Regions from separate parts of the Aedes aegypti genome. Here region 2 is linked to region 1. The links are chromatin contacts, called in public Hi-C maps. All regions are on one chromosome and are shown on one strand. Each heading gives the region's core, a stretch centred on a gene start, on an enhancer-like site or on the middle of the called end of the contact. The rest is flanking DNA. Distances are from core to core; before and after follow the strand shown.

Region 1 (7,880 bases), core at 1,607-4,106:
AATAAGGCATCTTCGTGTAATAATGCGAAACAATGTGAAAGAACAGCCTATTATTAAAAGAAGCAAAAATTTAAGGTTATCAGCTAAGTGTCACTGCATATTGGAACAGTATAAATATAATGAACAGCCTATTATTCTAAGAAGGCAAAACTAAGCTGAATGTTCATTCGTCCAAAGTTCATAGGCCAAATAACTATACTTCAAAGATACCCAGGTAACCGACAAGCATTTGAATAAGCCGCCCAGCAGAATGCTTATAGCACTTGATCTGCTTTATGTTTTATTTGAGCAGTTTGATTGCTTAGCTGTCTTAAATCAGCAGAAGCACTGCTATCTTAAATCATTTTGTCGTTAATAAGCATTTTCATTGCAAGGGTTGTTTTCAGTTCTGAGCAGCCGAAATGCTTGTTTGTTGCTGTACAAGTGTCAGGAATGAAGAGTACAGGTTGCATGTTACTAATTATAAAAGCGTTCCGTCTCATTCATACCAATGCCTCATGTGTGGAATGGCTTTGCCATCTGATGAAATAAAAAAAATGATGGCCACTGCGGAAACCAAAACGTGATTTCTTTTCTTTCTATAAACTCTTTAGTTGCATGCAAAAAAATATCAGCCGAATTAAGAGCTGAAGCTCTACGGGGAAATAAAACCATTTGCACAATTTCAATCATCTTCAATTTTATTAGAACGATACCAAGCTCGCTCTGACATATTCTGCATCCAATTGCTCAGAAACAAATCATCGGGTGTAGCTTAAGTACGGTATTAAATTATCGCTCGGCACTGAACCTTCTGTGGCATATTCTGCAGCATGGAGCACCATCGTTAATACTTTACTATCCACCAGTTCATGAATTCGAATCTCAATCTAGAATAAAGCCAACAAAAAACTGCACCAGATCAACAAAAACATCAAAAATAGCAACGGCGACAGAAAGAGAAAGGAAGAAAGAGAATGGAGATGGACAGTATTTTTATTTTGTTTTGCTCTTCATGGGTGGCGTTACTCTTTTTTGACAGTAATTTACAACGTTTCTGAAGGAGTAGCATTAAAGCAGCCCGTTATTTCGCCAAAACCTGCTTTGGTGAAGCACTTAAGGCAGCTATAGTTTCAAAGCTGTATGAGTATGAGTATGCTGTATGAGTGCTATTTGAAATGCTTATTGGTTACTTGGGTACCGCTTCCAATGAAACTGCCTATCATGTGCTCGCATTTGTCATCAGGCTATCACAAAAATAAATCTAAGTTGTTTTGAGCGAAATGCTCGTGGCACATTATTTGGAACATCTGTAACTTTAAACACATGGATTTTTATAACAAATTAATCAATTTTCTTCTAATCTTACATCAGCCAACACCTTAAATACTTTCTGGAAGCAGGACCATGGATAGCTTTTAGTATGTTAATTACATTAAGATTTTTTCGGGGAAATGGTACATTCGGAAAAATAATTTTCAGAGAAATAGTTCATTCGGGAAAACGTTATTCGAGGAAATTGCATTCGGGGAAATGGTTATCGGGGAAATGTCGGACAATCCGTTCATACATCGTTTTTATGTAGGAATCGATTATCATTGTGAAATAACTGAATATGTATCACTCTATACTCTTAATTCTCATAGGGTTGCCAACACGAATGCACTCTGTGAACCCTACAGTCCATCACCATCGGCTTAAAATAGAGATGATGGTCAGGTTTGGGCCTCAGGATCAGAAGATCCACGGTTAATGTACAAGGGATAATCTTTTTTTCTTTTTATTCACACCAATCATGCTAACGTCTGTAATTATTTGACCTAATTAGGAACATTTTCATTTGTAGATTCGTAGCGAGATCATGAAAATTTTCAAAATTCTGAGCGAGACCCTAGTGGATTTCCATGGAACGCATTTATGGATCTCCTGCACGGTCATAACCACTGTTTTAGATTGAATTATTCATGTCAAACTCTAATGTCTACTCATGAAAGTAGAGCTGTTTCTTTTTAGTCAAATCATCGTCACACAAGACTGTTGAGAGCTCTCAAATGATTTAATACCTAAGACTTCGGTCACACAAAGAAGTAGCAAATCTTCCATGGGGAATTCTCACTAATCATAGACATTCTGAAAACAATGTACACGGAAATATCTCTTCAACAGGGCGCTAAGTTCGATAGACCATTGTTATAGAATAATTGTATCTACTGCAAATGTTTAATTGTTATTTTTGTTACACAGCAATTGTTTCAGCTCCTTATTCTTTTTCGAATTATTTGTTCATTTCTACATCCATCGTCGAATATTTTTCTGTACAGTACGGTTGTATTTTCGGCAACTCTTTATCACCGACAAAAACTGCTAAGATAACAACACTACCATATTTCTACTAAGTTCCACTACTTTAAAAATAATGAGAAAAAATAGGTGAACTAAGCAAAATTATAATAAATCTTTGAGTTGATTATTGAAATATCTATGTATAAGTAAATGAAAAGCCGGCCTTAGAGTTGAGGTCGGAATACGCGTATCTGTCAAACGATACAAACTCTAGTGGAATTAAATGGTATAGTACTATTTTTTTCATTTACTTAAGTGAAATTGTTTTATTGATTTATAATATGTTGGATTGTTTCATGTTAATTCTACTTTATCTTTTTATTGATCCAGAGTCATAGGTAGGTACGTGATCGTTACGAACTGCGTTCGAATTTAGCACGTTCCATGTATTGGGTCCACATGTTCGCGGTTGAATAGTTACCGCGTCGCGTCGATTACGCTACTTTTACAAACCGCGTGAACCTGTATACATAGTCAGGGCAGGGTCTTGGTCATCATGGCAAGTTTGCAAACAAAGAATCTTTACTCTCGCTCCGTTGGCGCATGATAGCTAAGCGGTCTGGTCAGAGACGTGATGCGAGGATTCGTCAACGCGGCGAAGAAACCCATAACAACAGGAAAACGCTTGTAACGGCTTTCTGTCTGCTACATGTAAACTGGCGCGGTGATTCTCTCAAAAGAGTGGGGTCGTTAGTTTTCCTGTTTAGGTGAAGTTGGGGAAGTTGATAATAATCGGAGAATACTTGATATTATTGATATACTAATTCGTGTATACAGCATTCCAAAGCGCAGATTCATATGGAAAGAGGAATTTAGAGCTTTGGAATGAAAGTTTAGACTGCTAAGTATAAAATTAGGCTGCTCCACATTAAACAGTCGACTAAAATAGTCTATATACCTAACTATTTAGGTGCACAACTCGGACAAATGTGATATTTACTCAATCTTTTTTAATCCTCGTGAAACAGCAATTTAAATTTTTGGTTCACCCTACCGCCCTGTTGGTCAGCACCCACGAAAACCAAATAATGTGCCTTAGTCCCTGAGCTCTTCCAAATAAATGGAAAGATTCTTCTCCAGTTCACGAAATAATTCAAACGACTCGTTTCGGTCATCCATCAGCAGTAGTAGGTACCTAAGAAAACGGACGAGCTGACGCAAAACTATATTCCTCCTGTCTATAAAAGGCAAACCAGGAAGCAAATCACCACCAGCCGGGTAGAACACAATTTCGCTACATTACGAAGCACTCTATAATTCACAGCACCTCGTACGATGATAACCCTTATAAATCTGACGGTTTGATTCCCGGTGTATGATTAGAGCGCGTGCCCATGGAATGTATGTTCATTATACTACCATGTTATAAATAAGTTGCAAACAGCTCCCGACACTTGACATGGAAATGAAGCCGGTGTATACGGGGCATGGAGAAACGTTTGGGGGTTTAAATCGAAAGAAAGAAATCGATCAACAAAACCTTACCAGACATGACCCAAATTGCCATCAATCCGTAAAACCGACAACTGAAACCCCCTTGTGTTTTTTCATTAACGCGTGTCGGTTAATTGGCCGGCCACGGGGGAGCATGATGCACTTGTGGCTGATAATGATAATTGTATCAGCTCTCAAATGTGGACCGATGGATACACCGTGTCAATGATGCATTGCGTATGATGCAGCAGATATAGCGCACATTTCTTTTTTTGGCTTTATTTTGCATTTCGCACACCGTACTGATTGGATTCGACTTCGATCGCAATCGATGGGATGTTATCAAACTCAGAAACGCATTTTGGCCGATTCATCTTGTTACATCAATATTACAATGGAGCCGGAGTAAGAGCAACGCGGAGATAATTATGATTATCCGTGCTTTGATGCTTCCAAGCGTAAGAATAATCACATATGATTTCTATGAGAAGAAGGATTTGTAAAAACTACAGTTCGATGATAGAAAAAAGAATTTTATTGAACTCAGTACTGCAAAAACAATGCTTACAGGAAAATTTCGGATTTTTAATGAATGTTCAGTTTTTATAGATGAACAATTTGTTCGGACGAAATGAAGTGAAAAAAAAATCCTAAGTATTTGTAACCTATTTTGTTTCTTTCAACTGTGGATATACTGGAAAATAATAAAAATGTCATTATGTCAGATTGCGAGTCAGATATAATCACTCAATGCGCATCCATTCTAATTCTATACACCTGAGCTTGTCTTATCTGACCTTGAAAATTTGAAATAGTATTTCATAGAAAATTGCTGAAATATTTGCGGCTCAATCCTTGGCAAGTTTTGCAAGATCCATGGTGAGATACTCTGGTCATTGTAAGTATTAAACAAGGCGAAAACAAAACCATTAAGGTGAAGATGAATCGAAACCAAACTTCAAATTTTCAAGAGCACGGATCTGGAGAACCAAACACCCGTTTGAGCTGAAACCGAATCACCACCACCAGCTAGTGACCAATCGATTAAGTTTTCAACTTAAACGGGTGTTTGGTTTCCCAGATCCGTGCTCTTGAAAATTTAAAGTTTGGCTTCGATTCATCTTCATCTTAACTCCGGAATATTTTTGACAAATTGCTAGCGAGATTTGAAATTTTCCCATCATGTATGAAGATGTATCTTATTCTTGGCACTTTAACTTCACTTCCACAGAGTTTGTTATATACCTACTGAGTTCATATTTGACCCTATATGTGTCGTTCTGAAGTGCTTTCTAACAGCAAACTTTCATATATAAGTGAGGTTAGTTGCTAAGCTTTATACAATTAGATGGAGAAAAGACCCCATTGTTAAGGTGAGTGATGGAGGTGCCCAAGCGATTAATACTACTTGCCTTGCATGATTTTCTGTTGGATTTTGTCAGGATTGATGGATGATTTCTGGCTCAATTCTAGCGGATTTTCCCAAAGGATCGAGGAAGAATTCTTGCATTGACGAGTTCGCCATCAAGATCTATGTTATACTACAGACGTGATTTGTAGGAGCGCCTGCCTAGTAATTTGAAAGCTTCGGCATGTTTCAATAAATATTTATCTCAAGAACATCCGTCTTTAGAGGTCCGCAAGACGTTTGTGTAGCTCCGAAAAGGTTGGGAAACAGTGCTTTACTGCCCATGTTCGCAAATTCGACACCATTGACAAGTTCAGCATTCTAACTGGATTATTAATTTTATTAAATTTTATATAACCATTGGAAAGTGTGAAAGTGCACTTCCTGTACCTTCTCATGCTACATTTTCGATGCATCATTCACCGAGTTTTTTTTTTCTCCAGATGGCAACATCGTTCGTTTGTGAACACGAAATGTATAGTTAGGTTGCATTTCACGTAATCACGTAACACCGAATATATGTTCTAGCAATAGTACCTATGTTACGTAGATTTTTTCCATAGTAAATACTTTCCAATATTCTATTAGTAATCTTATATTTATAGTTTTCACAATTTGTTTCCATCATTCATCTTCATAGAATATTTTTTGCAAAGAACCGTTTTTAAACATCCAAGGTTTATGCAGCAAAATTTGCCAACATAACTGCTCATGAGAACAAAAAATATACTTGCAGAAATCCTTGAAAGAGTTCTCTCCAGGGATGATTGTACAAATTCCAGCAGGAACTCTTCTAGAGTTTCTCGTAGGCAAATATTTCTGAAATTCTTCCATAAATTCTCCTAAAAATAACTTCCGGGATTCTCACAGAAGTTGTTTCAGAAAGTTCTCCTAAGTCCTTGATGGTGTGATTACTCATGAATTCATCATAGTTTTGAGTTATTTGTCCATTAATTACTCCGAGAGTTTTAAGTATTTTTTTTTTTCAAAAAAAAATAAACAATTGATTCACCAAAAAAAAATCATGCAGGAGTCCCTGCAGGAATGTTCATCACTTTTTGACCCTGTATTTCTATAAAACTCATAATCATATACAACTGTATACTTTTTGAGGACATTTTCCAAGAAAATTAAAATCTTAGATCAAGTTTGGATCAAAATTCCACAAAATACTATATTCATAATATTATTTGCATGCTGAGACTCCAGTCGGTAAACGTTTAATGTACAGTGCTGTTCTGAATAATAGCAGCGCATGTCGATTTTCATACAAAATGCTCAACTTTGACATGCTGTAGTTTTGTTCCCTTTCAAGCAATCGAGCTGAAATTTTCTCCACAGAACTACAAATATGATCAATTTTGTAACTACAAAATTTCAGTTTTTTCTGAGTCCCTGCCGAAAAGTGAGACACTAGGTGAAATTTTTCGAAAAAATAGCAGTTTTTCATTTTAAAATTTTTCTTCTACAAATATTTTAAACATTTTCGGTTTAGGTGTAGGTTTGATAAGTAGGAGGAGATTGTTCCAATGGTAAGTGATATACAATTTAAAACTATAATGTCAAGCCGAAATTCAATTTTTTAAAACTGCTATTTTTTCGAACAATTTCACCTAGTATCTCACTTTCCGGCAGGGGCTTAGAATATTTTGAAATTTTGTGTTTACAAAATTGGGCATATTTGTAGTTCTGTGGAGAAAATTTCAACTCGATTGCTTGAAAGGGAACAAAACTACAGCATGTCAAAGTTGAGCATTTTGTATGAAAATCGACATGCGCTGCTATTATTCAGAACAGCACTGTAGATAGTAGGATAATTGGGGGTAATATGCCAACGCCATAATTTAATTTCAATGAATCGATCTTTATTTTATATGAAAATATGATTACACATCTCAAATATCTATAAAAAAGAAGATGTAGCGCATAAACTTTTTTTTTAATCTTGTCGCTCCCTTGCGACGCCTATGCACCTATTCGTTTCCATCATTTGCTTCTATAGACTCCCTTTACCTTTGAGTTGCATGACCGATACAGCTATAAAACAAAATTAATACAAAACAATCACGGTCGAAACCTTCTCCTATCCTCTGCACCCTATTGCTTATTTTTCAAAAGTTCTCAAAACCTAAAATTCGTGTGCTCTTTTGAATTCAAATTACATAAAAAGAGAAACTTCAAAATTTGAGCGAAAAATATTAACATTTAGAGGTGGCGCAAGCGACTTGAAGGTAGGCTTACCAGAAGGATTTTCTCCTTATTTGATACATAACTGATGTTTAGTTCAATCTTAGATGCTTTTGTATTTAACAAAAGGCGTTGCACATCTTAGCAAAGAATTGTGAACTCTGATTCTTCGGGCAATTAAGGTCATTTTAAGACTTTTAATGTTGAAAAGTGTTAATAAATAGTTCAGAGAAAAAAATGGGAATGCTTGAACATTTTCTAATATCTATTATTTTTAGATAAAAGAAAGGTGTTAGTTTGGTTGATAAATTTGTTCTGATTTAGGCATTTTTTTTAGAAAAACTCAAAAGCATTTCAACCCTCTAATTCTTGCCAGACAGCTTGCAAAGGGCGCTGTCAACTGAACATGCTCAATAAGATTACGAAACCGAAATAAAGTAGGTATCATTTCGAAGGCGCATCAAATATTATATAAAAAGGAAACCAATAATACCAGAAACGAAATGAAGACCTCCATGTCCATTGCAGT
Region 2 (7,880 bases), core at 1,668-4,167, 42 kb after region 1:
TAGAAGTAATCGTTGGAAGAATACGAAAACTGATTTCTGGTAAACAATTCAGGAGTAATCAGCAATCCTTAGAGGTGTACTCTAAGGACTCTTAAAAAGAATACCTAGGAAAAAATTTAGAAGAATACCCTAAGTATATAAAAAATGATGTACAGGGAAAAGCCATTTATTATGCTATGAAGAAAAAGATAAATAAAATAAAAATAACAATAATAAAATAAAATCGGATGAATTTTTCAAGGTCTCTCAAAATGATTCATAAGAATCTTAAAATAATCCTAGGGGCATTCAGAATCCTTTTGCTAAACGATTTCGAGAATGGATTCCTGAGGAAATTTCTTGAAGAATACATAGAGAAATACATGAAGGTGACGATTTCTTAGAAGAATACTCGAAGAAATCCTTAAAACATTCGTAGTATGATTTGAAGAAAGCTTGCAAACGCCTTGGACAATTCATTAAGTGATTCTTAGTGCTTATGAAGATATTTCTTGAGAAATTCATCGATTGATTTCTTGAGAAGTCTTCGAAAAATATGTTTGTTGGCAGAAATTATGCAAATATTTTGGGGCTGAGTGAATTCTGAAATAATTCCTGGATTAAGGAATCCCTGGAAAAATCTCGAAGGAGGAGGAATGTTTTGAAAAATTTTGGAAGAGATCCATTGGTTTCTATGGAAGTGTGACAGTGCATGTTCTTCTTCTTTCTGGCGTTACGTCCCCACTGGGACAGAGCCTGCTTCTCAGCTTAGTGTTCTTATGAGCACTTCCACAGTTATTAACTGAGAGCTTACTATGCCAATGACCATTTTTGCATGCGTATTTCGTGTGGCAGGTACGAAGATACTCTATGCCCTGGGAAGTCGAGAAAATTTCCAACCCGAAAAGATCCTCGACCGGTGGGATTCGAACCCACGACCCTCAGCTTGGTCTTGCTGAATAGCTGCGCGTTTACCGCTACGGCTATCTGGGCCCCCTATATGTACAGTGCATGTATAATGGACAGTGCATGTATTATGTATTAAAAAAAAAGCGAGATAGAGAGGGAACGGGGTGGGGGGTCTAGAAATCCCGAACAAATTATGGACGTAATATTTGAATCTTCCCCTATCCAGATGATTTCACCCAAATATGACAGCAATTTAAGCTTTGGGGCTGTGCATGTTTAAGGTTAAGTAGGGTAGAAGCACCGGTTTTGGCCATACGCCAGTTGTAGCCATAGTGGATTATACACCGTTTTACATAGCCAATCACCATGAAACCGTTTGTGTGCAGTAGATCACATTCATATGATAGAGCTACATTCATTTACTTGTCCAAATTGATTCAAAACATAAGAAAAACAATTAATTTTCCTTATAATTTTAACTCCCATACATCTAATTTGGCCAGGGCACTCCTAATTTGGCCACTCTCATGAGAAATCAATGTAATTGACCAATTTAGGAACCGAAGTTAAATCTCTGGCCGAAACTGGTTCCGTTGGCCTATATTGACCTACGGGATTTTCAAAGCAAAAAAATGGGTTTGGCTCAGTTTTGATATTTTACACATATAATTTGGATTGAAAGCTTGCATTTGACATATTTGTTGTATAAATACGGCTTCCCATTCAGTTTTTATTGACATTTTCTCTTAGGCTGGCCAAAACCGGTGCTTTTACCCTAGCCCGTCATTCGTTTTGGCATCAATGATGACTTTTAGGCTTGCATTTCAAAGTGATAAAACTCAATCTTGATAATTTATATTGACTTGAAAAAGTATCACTGTACGTGCTAACATGGATAAAGTATGCTGATACTTTTTTAGGTATGTCAGTGCAAAACCAACTCTCGCGGAACATTACTAAAGGACCTATGTACAAATGAGAGATTCTCTCCTCTCTCGTTCTCTTTCGATTATAACAGTGGAACACTAAAGATTTTGGGAAGTTTTTCACTATAGACCGAAAGTCAATTTCCTTGACTAGCGTTTCATACAAAAAACGCAACAGAAGAGATTAATGTGACTCAGTTATTAATGAAAGAGAAAGTAAACAAAGAAAGCCTCTCAATGTTAGATAGGTCCTTTAGTAATGTTTCGCGAGAACTGATTTTCTTTGATTCGAAATCGTGAGATAAATTAGCAACAATCATCAACAACGCGTACAAATTTCAATGACGGCCTACTTCGCCTTAAAAACACCATTCAACAATCAAGCCCTTATCGTTCACTCACCTGTCGGATCGGCGTGTTCCTTCTCGTTGAGGGTGGCCAGCAATTCACGAGCTCGCAGAGACACCTGCGTTTCCTTCTTTTCGTCATCGAACCGCACGATAATGTACTCCACCTCATCGCCCCACTTGAGCACATCGCCCTGCCGATCTTTGAGCCGGGCGTACAAGTTGATGAACTGTTCGATACCGTGTTCACGCACGTGTTGCGCCAGAGCTTTCGTTTCCTCCCAACTCAGTGGACTTCCCTCGCTCAGCAGTCCCATCGTGCTGCGTTATTGTTTGTTGAATTTCGTTTATTACTGTGGAAGAATTGATGACCAACAGAATGTATACATGTCAGTAGGAATTGGCCGATTTTTCGCTGAATCGTCAGTGCTAAAGTTATCGAATGCCGTGTGTCATAATAGCGCTACAATTTCCCAGAGCTGTTCGACGGATCAATCACATTCTTGCAATGTTGGACACAGTTTATTTAATTATTTACTCAACGTTGAAAGGTGAATGAAATTTTACATAATCATATGATTACCCTGTATGATAAGGTAATTGCATCGGGGGAAGTTCACAGAACAAAAATTCATTGAAGTGCTCAGCATCTGGAATAAGTATAAATATAAACTGCTAGCGAGCACAACCTGACTGTTCCAGGATCTGCTCATCGATTTAAAAAAAACGCAAAACAAAACATCGTAATAAGTAGACACAAAATAAAGCACCAAACAAATTTAACGAAGCTTAGGTATGCGGTTTGTGACCAGATATAGCCCCGCCTGATGATAAGAATCACGCGGCGAGCGTGTTTTCCAACCCAAACAAACGACAACGACGGTTAGATGATGAGTACAATTCTGATCACACTGGACACATCTTTTATACTTTGATTGATGGCACAGAATGTGTCTTCCTTTTGAAAGCGCTGGCATTACCAAATAGGATTTGAACATGCTTTCTTGCTTTGTTGCATATGAGAGTTGTTACCCATTGTGGGTTGCCTATTCAAAAGGATTATTTTCGTGAATTCAGAAAGAATAGATAATTGTTAGTAATCAATGTATTGGATTTTTGCGAATATACAAATAAAGTCACCCAAAAGCAGCTTTATCAATTCTGGTTAACTCGAGTGGATTACTGATTTGATATTATGATGACAAAACTGAAGAATGAAACGTTCATCAAACATTGTAAACAATCCTTCATGCAGCTTTACTGCTATTTTAGGGACGAAATCTAGTTGGGATGCCACCTGTTGATGTAATCTATTCTTGTTCCTACATGAACTACCTACATTTTTTTTTTCTGGAAACGAGTAATACGCGAAATTGGAATTCGGGGAACTAGCGTTCGGGGAAACGGCATTCGAGAAAAAGTAACACAATCGTATTTGTGACATAAGCAAGATCTTATATCAGACTATACATAAAACCATGTTCAATCTGTTAAAAAACAGTTTTTTTTTTTCTCAGTTTTAGAGTTTGGCTGATCATATTTAATGCTCCCATCTTATGAATCACGATATATGCTCATTATTTTCCAAGAACGCAAGAAACAGACCCAATGCAAAGATTACTTATATGAATGATGTAACATGTACCAAATTAGTTACACTTTCCGAATTTATAGGAAATTTTAAATTATCTTCCCCATTCCTTTACTAAGAAATTTGGTACAGTGATACACACCAAATTAGTTCTCATTTTTGAGTAAAATTTGTTGTATAAAATTATGGGTCGAAATTAAGAGCCCACTTGGCGTTTCCTCAACGTAGCAATATTTTACTCTTACTTGTCCACAGTTTTTCATCACATACAAACTGTTTCCAGCGTTGAAAAAATCTCAAATTCTCATTTCTCATACTTGAGATTTTCCACATTTGAGTTGTAGCTCACGCAACTCAACAGCCACAAAATGTATTTCCAGTTTTTTTTACACAAAGTACTTATTCCTTGTTTTTTTTTTGTTAGAAATATAACAAACTTTTCTAATGTAAACAATAGAATTGGTTTTTGACAGATTTCAGTGAATTTTATCATTGACACATTTTTCACAACATGGACGTATTGAGATGATTTGTGATTGTTTAAGCATTTAAGTGCTCAAGAAAAAATCTGATTTTTACCAAAGTTATTTTGACAGCTGATCTCCTAAGAACAAAATGTCACTTTTACTTGTGGAATAATTGAGCGGAATATTTTTCTGTAAGTCAGTGAAATCAGTCTTGTTGTATAAAATAATTTATACACGATTGATAAAAGTGCTTTTAGAGAATTTTGAATAACTTATGTGAATGAATATCTTTGTATACTTGATTTTTCAATTATGTTAGATCAGTGATTCCCAAAGTGGGCGAATTCGCCCCCCTGGGGGCGATTTTCATGCTCAAGGGGGCGAAAATTTGTAAAACAGAATTTGGGGGGCGAAAAATCCAGAAAGGGGGCAAAAAAGCTAACACGGGAGAATTTGAAAATAATTACCTATAACCTTTGGAGGAAACACATCTGAAGGTTAATCAATACAAAACAAACCAAATTCCAGGACTATTTTACCTTGAATCGGTATATCTCTAATTATGGTCATTTTAAAGTTGTGGTAGACAACACTTGATGATTGTCAGACATAAAATGTTAGTTTTATACATTCAGGTTTTTTAATATCATGTGAGTTTTAAGAATGGTTGGTATTTGAGATTTTCACAAGGTCGGAATTTTTAGTCACAGATAACAATTAAAACACACAACATATTTTGGATGTACACAACATGTATCTGAGATAATTTTTCAAATGGTAAATATTTTCTATATGGAACTTTTGTTTTGTATGGGGACTTTTAGGTTAGGAAGCTAATATTTCTTTAACCTTCCAGTCGTCGCGCGGTTTGCCATCATCAGAGCCACCACTCTGCCGTTGTGAACGAAAAGCGAGGTTTTTGTACAAAATACATTAACTTTTCATGAAAAAAAAAAAAAAAAAAAAAAAAATATATATATATATATATATATATATATATATATATATATATATATATATATATATATATATATATATATATATATATATATATATATATATATATATATATATATATATATATATATATATATATATATATATATATATATATATATATATATAGTACCCATTTTTAAGCTTCGGTTGCAAATTTTTCATTTTTTTTGCTATTTAATATGATTTGTATCGTCAGAAATTATGAGAATGAGATAATTTCTTACGATACAAATCATAATAGTTACAAATTTTGAAAAATTTAGCAGCCAAAAATCGGGTTCCAACAAGACCTTCCAAAAACGCACAATTGCAATCAATGCAGTTCACCCAAATATGACAAATTCAAAAGTGCGTTTGCTCGGAATATATTTCATTTGATTCAATTTTTGAGAGCTTCACCCCCATGGTGCCTATGCATGAATTACATTTAAATAGTTGAAACTGGGCCTAACTTGTATCGGAAACTGATTCAGCAGCCTGTAATGCACGCAATATATTGTTAAAATTGCTTTTATAAATTACAGTTTCGTTAATCATTGCTTATATTTGTGGGTTATCGATATTCAAGAAAATATTTTTAAGCGTGTATAATAGTTATTGTATTATGGTTCTATGGATATGCGAGTAGTACCTATACATTTTTTGGTGTGCATCGCTTAGATAAAATATTTGAATCACATATCAGGGGGGCGATTCCAGATAAATATTGGCCTCAAGGGGGCGAAAGTTAAAAAAGTTTGGGAAGCACTGTATTAGATCTTCCGAAACCCCGAAACGTATAAAAAAGACACCGACCGAATATAGATTTCATTGCATGAATCCATTTATTCAAGTGTTCGTTTTCAAAATCACTCACAAACATAATTAATTTCGATCCTGAGCAGTAGGTACATTAGGGCGATTCAATATTTGAAAATGTTTGAAAATCCAATCTCCCATATGTTTATTACCATCCTTACCACAAAAATAGTTTTCTGTGAAATTTTCAGCATTCTAGGTGGTGATTTAAAGGTGGCCCAAAGACAATGTAGGTTTATATGGAAATTACTATGGAGAAATTTTGAGAATTGTTCCAAACACGCTAGTTCTGTAATGTAAGTACAAACTTATTATCCCATAGTAAAAACTCATTCTTCAAACCATAATAAAGAAACTTGCCCAGGAGATAAATTCAATCCGACGGATAGTAGAAGTGATATTCATGAGTTTGTTTGCTATTATTTAGCTTAATATGGGATTATAGCCCTGCAAACATGTACAAAAATCCCTAACAAAATTAGCTTAAAAGGGATTAGTTTCTTCAGCAAAATCCTTCATAAAGGTTTGAAGAATGAGTTTTCAATACGGGATGATAAGTTTCTACTTACAATACAGTACTAGCGTGTTTGGAACATTTCTCCATAGTATATTCCATATAAACCTACATTGTCTTTGGGCCACCTTTAAATCACCACCTAAAATGCTGAAAATTTCACAGTACACTATTTTTATGGTAAGGATGGTAAGGAGCATATGGGAGATTGGATTTTCAAACATTTTTAAACTTAGAATCGCCCTAAGGTACATATTAGAGTGTCCATTTCCCGGTCATTTTGCTTGTCCCGGGATTCGGGACAAAAATCTATGCTTGTCCCGAGAAATCCCGGGATCTCGGGATTTATCAAATTTTTAATTAAACTAGCATTTGGGTTGAGTACAAATTTAATAATACATTTTTTTAAATGAAATAAACAAAAGAATATGTTAATTATAGCATATAAAGTCTCGATAATAAAGACAATTCATTCATTCATTTAATTAAAGCAAATATCATTTCAGATTAGACTATATCTTCTAATGATCTTTCAGCTGCACTAACGAGAAATCACTTTTTGTGCAGTAGAATTAGGAAAAACACCAAGTCGAATTGGTTCATAATGAAAAGTAAACGTATGTCAGTCCCACTGCAGATTTTCGCATCGTGTAACTCAAAAATGAATCGTTATTTGGCCCTTTTTATATTTTTCTTGGAAAGGTAACAGAGTGAAAAGCAAATTATGAAAGTTTCATTGAGATCGAAACATGTTTCAATCTCCTTGAATTTTTTGAATATTTGTATGGAAAACGAGATTGAAAACTTTTCAGTCAATTTTCTCAATGCCTACTTTTTACAGATGGTACTGACTTGAGATTTGCGGCAGTTTAGAGGTACTATCAAATTTGTTATCTTAGCATAAGCTTATAAAAACGGCTAATGTTGAAAACAAAAGCATTAATATTTTGCAACTAGACAAATTCTTTCCATGAAAATAATTACTCGTTTATTCTTTTTTCCATTAGGCATTCTACTTTATCAAATGAGGTTGATAGTGAGGAATAATGTCATTTTTTCAATGTTTTTCATTGAAATTTTCGGGAATTCTGGGATTCCCGGGGTGTCAGCAATAAAATCCCGGGAAACGGGAAACCCAGAAATTTGTTAAATCCCGGGATTTTTTGTCCCGGGAAGGACACTCTAGTACATATGGTGCAAATCAAATATATCATAAAACGGATGTACTATGAAAGAAGTAAATGGTTTCAAACTCTGAGTATAGTTTAAAGTTAGTTGATACATCTTGAAATGTTTCAAGCATAATGTATAAAAGACATAAAAGCACCACACATGTGTTATCTACCATAT

The links. A called contact is a pair of places that touch in the nucleus more often than the background predicts.
Region 2: a Hi-C map of whole pupa shows a contact between it and region 1, with 1.6 times the contacts expected there. The contact joins two enhancer-like sites. A contact is called at or near these places in 2 of 2 Hi-C or Micro-C datasets (whole body and whole pupa).

Annotation. Positions count from the first base shown.
Region 1 is chr3:14,639,630-14,647,509 of AaegL5.0, forward strand. All of the region lies in intron 2 of LOC5570137 (kelch-like protein 5), which reads left to right. Among protein-coding and RNA genes, the nearest start is that of LOC5570137, 17 kb to the left of the region's middle. Within about 2 kb of position 2,857, at least 3 of the 3 cell types and tissues checked have open chromatin away from gene starts, as enhancers often do.
Region 2 is chr3:14,681,289-14,689,168 of AaegL5.0, forward strand. LOC5570136 (glutamate--cysteine ligase) reads right to left here. Exons shown (of 6, transcript XM_001653067.2): 3 at 2,217-2,514. The coding sequence starts at 2,478. Among protein-coding and RNA genes, the nearest start is that of LOC5570136, 10 kb to the right of the region's middle. Within about 2 kb of position 2,918, at least 1 of the 3 cell types and tissues checked has open chromatin away from gene starts, as enhancers often do.